Regions from separate parts of the Triticum aestivum genome. Here region 2 is linked to region 1. The links are chromatin contacts, called in public Hi-C maps. All regions are on one chromosome and are shown on one strand. The core of a region is the stretch at or near the end of the contact, and the rest is flanking DNA. Distances in the headings are between cores, read along the strand shown.

Region 1 (3,911 bases), core at 711-3,210:
TGGCCCAGGCGGAGGTCAATCATTCGCGATCTGGTGTCCGATACTCCGATCAATCCATCTGGTTGCAATCAGACAATTTCCACAGGTAGGCGGTGGGACCTCGGATTGGATCCTCCTGTGTACACCCTGCAACAGTTGGCCCTCTTGATCGCCGTGTCGTCTCATGCGTTTGCATCGACAAGCCGTTGTGAGCCTGTCTACGTAGCTAATTACGTAGGAGAGCCTTGTTGTTTATGTAGCAGTATCGTATTTGCCGTAACAGCCGCGAGGAAAGCTCGGGATTTGCTTGTCCTTTCTTCTGGAGGTAACCGCTTTTTAGCTATCTTGCATGATGGCATGATCGGATATGCCCTTTGCTTGTAGTGTTGGGCATGGTATCAAGCCAAATGAGCTGCTGCAGTACGCCTGCAAGCAATCCTTTATTTTCCATCTCGTCGTGTCATTGTATATGACTCAAATTTTGAGCTATCATTTATTTCCTTTTTTGCGAAAAAACACCTGAATCTATTTTAGAAAAATCATAACAAGTACAAAGTATCCAAACATAATAAAAATTATATCGAGGTCCTTAGGACCTGTTCGTCAACTCGCTGGCTCCAGGAAATCCTCAAATCCAGCTTCTGTTTTCGATCGCCATCTTCTTCACGAATCGGGATCGAGGGAAAATCGTTCGTCTCGATCACTTCAGCTTCTCGTCGCGCTAGCAGGCCGGCTTGCCTGGGCGGGCTGGAGCCCAGTCGGCTCAACAGGTAGGATCAGTGTGAAACAGGAGGAGAGAGGATGGGCTTGGCCCAGATCGGAGGGAAACATAACGAACCGGTACGTGAGGCACTTCACGGTGGCATCCGATCGTTAATAATGCCAACTCGAGGAATCTAGCTTCTGGGATCGACAAAACTGCGGCTCCAAGTTTTTTGTACGTCGATGCTGCTTCGATCTGGGAAGCCAGCTTCCTGAAGCTGGGCCGTTCGGGCCAGCTTCCCTCGTGGATTCATGGAAGCTGGGAGCTGGCGAGCTACCGAACAGGCCCTTAGACAACTGAACGACCGTTACCGCCGCCTGAACAAGCCGTCGACGCGTTGTTGTCATCGCTTTCCTGTCAGAGCACGTGTCCTTACGGACCAACGTCCTGTAGCCATAATCATCGTCGTTGAACCCTCCCAGATTTGGTCGTCGCACACGCACGATGTAAAACCCTAACCTCACCGCCCCAAAGAGACGAAAGAAATCCGCGTCGGAGCTCTGTCGATTCCATCCAGACGGACGAAGTCATGAAGGATCGGATCCTGGAAGACCAACTCGGACAAGAAGCGTCGCCATCCGCCAGAATGCTGCCCTGTGAGGACTAACCTAAACTACTAACCACCGAGGCACCAGAATTCTGCTCCCCGTCACCGGACGCCGAAGCGACAATCAAAAGGAAGGCGAATCCACGGGCTCACCGGTGTTGCTTAGATGGGAGGTGTACACCCTAGATGTGGCATAGGAAAAAAGAACGCTCCGTGCAATTTAATCAAACTTAAATTTCCCAAGGTTTATAATAATTTTCTTTTAGGCTGTTTTTGGATGTGATGTTTCCCAAGGTATCCGATACTTTTCCTCGGGGGTGAATGAAAGTGAAAAGTCAAACGATTTAATGTTTTTCGAAAGTCTGCATCAGCTGATCTGATGCATGAGCTCACACGGGTCACCGGACGCACAACCGCACCGGTCACAAACAGACCCTGCACCTTTGGGGTGCCTAACCCCGTCACTTACACGTGTGCCCCACCGTGCGCGGGCCCGTCGAGCCATTCAAATCGGCTCCGCGGGACTCGGCAACGGCTGGACCCGGAGCGCGACCGAAGACCGGGACACGACAACCCGGCCGGCAAGGCCCCGGTCCGACGAGGCAAGGCGGCCCACTGCCCGACGGGCCCCGCATGCCGGCCCCTAAATAATTCGTCCTCGCCCCTCCCTATCGCCTCTCCCTCCTCGCCCTCGCTTCGTCGCCATCCCTTCTCCGCTCCTCGACTCGCCACCGTCCCAAATTAGCAGCTGCTGAAGCTGGCCAGCCCCCGCCGCCGGCGAAATCCCTAGGGCCTAAACCTCCGGCGCTCTATCCTGCCGCCGTCGCCGCAGCCGAAGGCCGCGGCTGGTGGTCGGCGCGCGCGCTCCTCGCCGCCGCCGCCGCCGCCGCTGCTGTAAGATCTGAGCGAGCTGCTGCTGCTGCCGTGTGGGTCCGGGGTTAGGGTTTCCCTGCTCGTAGGGTGTGGAGTCGGCGTCTATGGCGGGCCGCAAATTTGGGTCGTTCAAGTCGGAGAACAAGGGGGACTCGGCCGCGTCGGCGGCCGGCGCCGCGGCGCAGAGGAGGGACCCGTACGAGGTGCTGGGGGTGGGGCGCAATGCCACGGAGCAGGAGATCAAGAGCGCCTTCCGCCGCATGGCCCTCAAGTAAGTCAAGCTCGAGGATTTGGCCTCGCGCTCTTGTTGCGCTCCTCACGAGTCAGCCAGCTAGCCAGGATGATACTAACTGCTAAAATTTCTACCGAGTGTAGCGTATTTCATGTAAATTTTTCTCCTGCTATGGGAACATTAGCTAATTTTTGATAATTTTGCCGCTTTGCGCAACGACAGACACACAACTTCGTGGGACCTTTTTTAATCGCTTGTTAAGACCAGACCAGGATGTCTTTATAATTCAGTAGCTCTCAGCTAGCTTGTTGAGTAGTACTCCCTCCGTTCGGAATTACTTGTCTCGAAAATGGATGTATCTAGAACTAAAATACGTCTAGATACATCCATTTCTGCGACAAGTAATTCCGAACGGAGGGAGTAATAGTTTGACGAAGGGCAATAATGCAGCGGCTTGAGTAATTTTCTGTTAATGCTTGCCCTGAAGGTACCATCCAGATAAGAATGCAGACGACCCCGTTGCCTCTGAGAAGTTCCAAGAAGCCACATTCTCTTACAACATCCTCTCAGATCCTGATAAAAGGCGGCAGTATGATTCCTCTGGATTCGAGGTGATATATGGCTTGATTTGAGTAGTTTGTGTTGCTTGTTTCTCATGTGACTAATGCTTCTGTTGCCATGCAGGCCATCGAAGCAGATAGTCACGAACTAGAGCTGGACCTATCAAGTCTCAACACTGTAAATACAATGTTTGCTGCTCTGTTTAGGTGACTTGTTCAGGATACGCTGTTTTATTCTCTAATATTTGTCTGGTTATGGGGTTATGTAGTGATAGTTGTGTTTGTGCAGCAAGCTAGGAGTACCAATCAAAACCACAGTTTCGGCAACAGTTTTAGAGGAGGCATTGAATGGCTCGGTGGAGATTGCTCAGCTTCATCTGGGCAAATCCATATGCAGGAAGGTTGGCAACTACCCGCCTTCGTTTCATCTCCATGCATTATTTTTGTCGAGTGAGTAATATTTTGGATTGAACACATTGGCAGGTGGAAAAACAATCAGCTCATTTTTATTCAGTGGACATAACGGAAGAAGAAGCCAAATTGGGGTTAGTGTGTAGAGTTTGTTCGACTGCTAAAAGTAAATTCAAGGTTAGTTGCAAACTCGTCGTTAGCATCTATCTGACATGTTCATTTGATAACTTAACTACTCCATTACATTACTTTGGTTGAGAAGCTTCGCCATCTGTTACTTGTATTGTTGCACTTGGATAAGTAAACTAGCTTATCTGTTCTTTTCTGGTTAACTTTTGCACTCTGAGTGTTAAGAAATTTGTGGTGATATACTGATATGCACTGGCAGAGCCACACCAAGGCCAAAAGGCCCATGGCCCGCCCAGGGTTAAAGCAAAAAATGTTTTACATGAAGTCCAGCCTACAATAATGTACTGATTTTAATATGGTAGCACAGTTTGTACTATCTGGCCCGCCCAGTTTTTTCGTGGTAGCTCCGCCTGCTGA
Region 2 (3,911 bases), core at 919-3,418, 240 kb before region 1:
CGAAGCATATTGAGCTCGACATTCACTTCGTGCGCGAGCAGGTTGCCCTTGGCCATATTCGAGTTCTCCACGTGCCGACGTCGCAACAGTTTGCTGATGTGATGACTAAGGGATTGCCTACTCCCGTCTTCGAGGAGTTTCGGTCCAGTCTCTGTGTCTCCGGCGACGCTTCGACTGCGGGGGGGTGTTGAGTATGTGTTTTGTATTGCACGTGTATTGGAGTTGTGACCCACCTCCTAGTCTTGTATAATTGAGGTAGAGGCCTTCCCTTGTATTATATATACGTGCACCAGCACCCCATCAATACAATGATTATTGTATTGCAAATCATCTTTCCACAGTTATTATTATTATTTGCCGGAGCTTCATTATATTCACTATGACTGTGACATATATTTTCATATTACATTCATTGTGCATTCCTTGCTCAACTACCCAACCAAAACTACACGTGAGCGTTCGATACATAAGACTAGGAAGCGAACATTCCCAGCGCAGAATTTTTCTGCTTTATTTTTCTCATTGATGTTTGTCTGGTCTGGGTGACTGGGTAGGTATTCTGATGGACGTCAACTGTACTTCTGAATTGCGAAAGGAAGTCATGAGGTTATACTAATGCGTGCATGGACCAAGTGGATGGGCGACCAAACAAACTATTAACAAAGCATAGAATTTTTTCCGGCGATACCTCGAAATTCTCTCTCCCGGATAGGACAGACGCCTGCCGGGATCATGAGTCGCTGTTGCTGATAGCCTGATACGGCACCCAGAGGTCAACCCCGACCAACAGCAGCAACTACCATTTGGCCGGACGGAGTTACAGAAATAGTGTATGCCATTCACGCGACTCGTCATAATCCACTTGTGGCATGATCATTGAACAGTGCCCTGATGCCAACTAAAGAGAGCTCATACTTACTTCACACGCCAGGTAGTTTGACACTGAAATAATAAACCATGTGATCCGTGTAATCTACTGTATTATTCTGTATACTAAAAATCAATGCCAGTTACAGTAGTATGTACAGAAGAATCTACCCAAAAATATCAATGGCCAATCGAACTAGCAATCGGCACAGCCTGCAGAGATGGACGTGGCGTGACCGTCACGGAGGCAGGCAAAAGGACCAGGTAGTCTACAGTGACAGTAGCAGCAGCAGGCCAACCGCCGCAACTACCGCAACGAACCGGCTGCCCGGCCGGGAGCCGGCGCCGGCGCTGCTGTCCATCTCCCGGCTGCTCGTCGACGGCGACGTCGGCGCGACGCCCTTGAAGTTGGGGTTCGTCCCGTACATGCTCTGGATCCCCTGCACGTCGTCCGCCTCTAGGTCCACCTTCCTCGTCCCCGTCCTGATGGTCGGGTACATGATGGCGCCCTGCACCGACGAGTGGCCCAGCCCCAGCAGGTGCCCGATCTCGTGCACCGCCACCGACTCCAGGTCCACCGCGCCCGGGCGGGACGACGCGTCGCCCTGCCCGTCGGCCACCCACGCCTCCGCCGCGTCCAGGTGGAACCGCCCGTCCGTCGGCGAGAAGGCGTGCGCCAGCGTGCCCAGCGGCCCGTCGAACGCCTCGCCGTCGCCGTGCGACCCCGCGTAGAACCCGATGGTGATGTCGGCGTCCGACTCGGTCGCCGTCTCCGTGAACCGCAGCGTGGTGGCGTCGGACCACCGGGCGAAGGCGCGCGCGAACACGGCGCTCAGCGTCGCCCGGTCGATGGACGTCGCCGCGGTCGCTGTGATCGCGTACCTCAGCTCGCGGCGGAACGGCGGCCACATGGGCCCGCCGGGGAAGTACGTGTAGAGGTGCCGCCCGTGCCCCGCCGCGGACGACGCGTTCCGGTCCATGGTGGACGTGCCGTTGATGACGTCCGCCACGCCGCAGCGCGGGGCGACCATCTGGGACACGGTGGACGGGTCCAGGAACCCCGTCGCGTTGAGGCCGAAGTTGCGCTGGTACGTGGCGATGGCCGCCTCCAGGTCGGCGTCGAACGCGTCGCTGAAGGGCGACGAGGACGGCGCCTCCGGGAGGTACCCGAAGTGGCTCAGGTAGTCCTTGAGCCTCGCGAGCCCGTCCCGCTCGTCGCCCATGTGGCAGCCGGAGAGGTTCTGGAACGCCAGCCACGGGTTCGGGAACGGGGGCTCCGCCTCCGGCAAACCGGCCACCGGGAAGGCCGCCACCGGCGAGGCGACGAACACCATCGCCGCCGCCATGGCAGCAACCAACAACAACACAAGGGAAGGAGAACCCGACTTGCCCATTGCTAATCGATGAAGTCTTGAGATGAGATGAACAGACGATCGGGGCAAGAAAACCAGGCTGCTGTCACGTAAGCTTTAAGGCTCGCTCGCTCGCAGCTGGGTCAGCACGGCGGGACGCGGAGATGGCCGAGAGGCGGGAAACGTCCGCCCCGCTTGGGTTCCAACGAAATGTCCGAGTTGGTGTTTTTCGTTCGGTCAAGTATGGATGGATATGTGGCCTTGTGTTCGCCGCATGTTGCTGTCAACCTGTCGAGTGTCGACGTGACAGATGACGGCTCCGGGGTTGGAAGCAGCGCCTTTCGCTCCCGACCCGATCGAGCCTTGACTAGCTATCCCGGAATTGAAGCAGCTTCCATCAGATTGATCTACACGCAAGATATCAAGGATCCGAGGCTGAGGTCATGCTGGCTTTGGATATCATTTTGCGTGGAGATTATCGGATGGAAAAGAAGATCTTTTCTTCCAAACTTGCACCGGCCGCGAAGCAGACGAAACATGCGTCTTTGAATCGGCAACTCGTCAATCAGAAATCAGCAGTGATGCCTTCTAGTTCTAGTTCTAGGTGTGTGCAGGTGGCCTACCTTCCTGCTCTAGGTCACCACAAAGCGGACGACGGTTGAAAGAGAGAGATGGGTGGTGAGTGGGAACGCAGGCGGATCAGGGCGTTCCATAGCCAAATGCTCTGCTGGTGAGTGCTTTATTAGCATGACATGAGCAACTCTTGCACTTTCAAAAAGACTGAATTATTGCAACTTTCTAGTAACAGACTGATTAAGATAAGCCATGTTGTTGTTAAATGAGAAAGGAATGGTTCTGTCCTAGTGTATGCGAAGGTCGTCGTGGATTTTTCTGCGTGAACCGCCGGTCCGTTCTTGGCTTTGAAGCCCGTGATGATGACGGATCTTGAAGGTCGTTTACGCGGTGGGCAGCACACAAATATCCAAGGACGCGTCTAGTGGGCTGCCCACTAGTGCGATCGAGCGGCTGGCCGAAAAAGATAGCCCCTGTCCCCCGCGCAACAGAAAAGGAAGGGGCCACCATCCCGGCCGATCGAGCGGCCACCAGAACAGACCGATTGAGCGTCCATCAACAGAATCACCCCCACGTGGCCAGCTGTCCCCAGCTCGCCCCCACGCCCGCTCGCCCGCTCGCCCCAGCCCCTCCCACACTGCCTTCTTCTTCTTCTGCACGCCAGAAGGAGGGACATCCAACAGAATCGCCCCCAGCCCTTCTTCCTCCTCCTACACAGTCGTCATGGGAGCCCCAAAGTAGAAGAAGGAGCTGCTTCAAAAAAGAAGATCTAAGGGCAGGGTGGTCAAAGCCATACCAAGCAGCAGCATCAAGTAGGTAAGCTCCCTCTGCCCCTCTTCACTTCCCCCTTTCTTCTACTGCATATGTAAACCCCCTTCTCCATGGATCTAGGACAAATCCATGGAGAAACTGCTTCAAAAAAGAGGTGAATCTGGCACATCACACCAGCCTACTTGATGTTACTGCTGGATGTGTTAAACAAGCCAAAAACTACTTGATGCATGCCAAACAAGTTTCTCCCACCTGAATGTGTTAAATAAGCTGCTTCAAAAGTGTTTCCCCCGCCCCTTTTATGTGTTCAACAAGTCAACTAAGACATATTTTCTGGCCAACTAATAC

What was found. A called contact is a pair of places that touch in the nucleus more often than the background predicts.
Region 2: a Hi-C map of leaf shows a contact between it and region 1, with 4 times the contacts expected there. The contact joins the promoter of LOC123138275 here to the promoter of LOC123138274 in region 1. A contact is called at or near these places in 3 of 5 Hi-C or Micro-C datasets (all in leaf) and 1 of 1 datasets of contacts at active chromatin or transcription factors (leaf).

What each region holds. Positions count from the first base shown.
Region 1 is chr6B:607,830,478-607,834,388 of IWGSC CS RefSeq v2.1, reverse strand. LOC123138274 (chaperone protein dnaJ 16) reads left to right here and starts at 1,960. Exons shown (of 11, transcript XM_044558216.1): 1 at 1,960-2,433; 2 at 2,882-3,005; 3 at 3,079-3,161; 4 at 3,244-3,355; 5 at 3,438-3,542. The coding sequence starts at 2,267.
Region 2 is chr6B:608,069,826-608,073,736 of IWGSC CS RefSeq v2.1, reverse strand. LOC123138275 (metalloendoproteinase 3-MMP) reads right to left here and starts at 2,168. Exons shown (of 1, transcript XM_044558217.1): 1 at 961-2,168. The coding sequence starts at 2,168. The coding sequence ends at 1,137.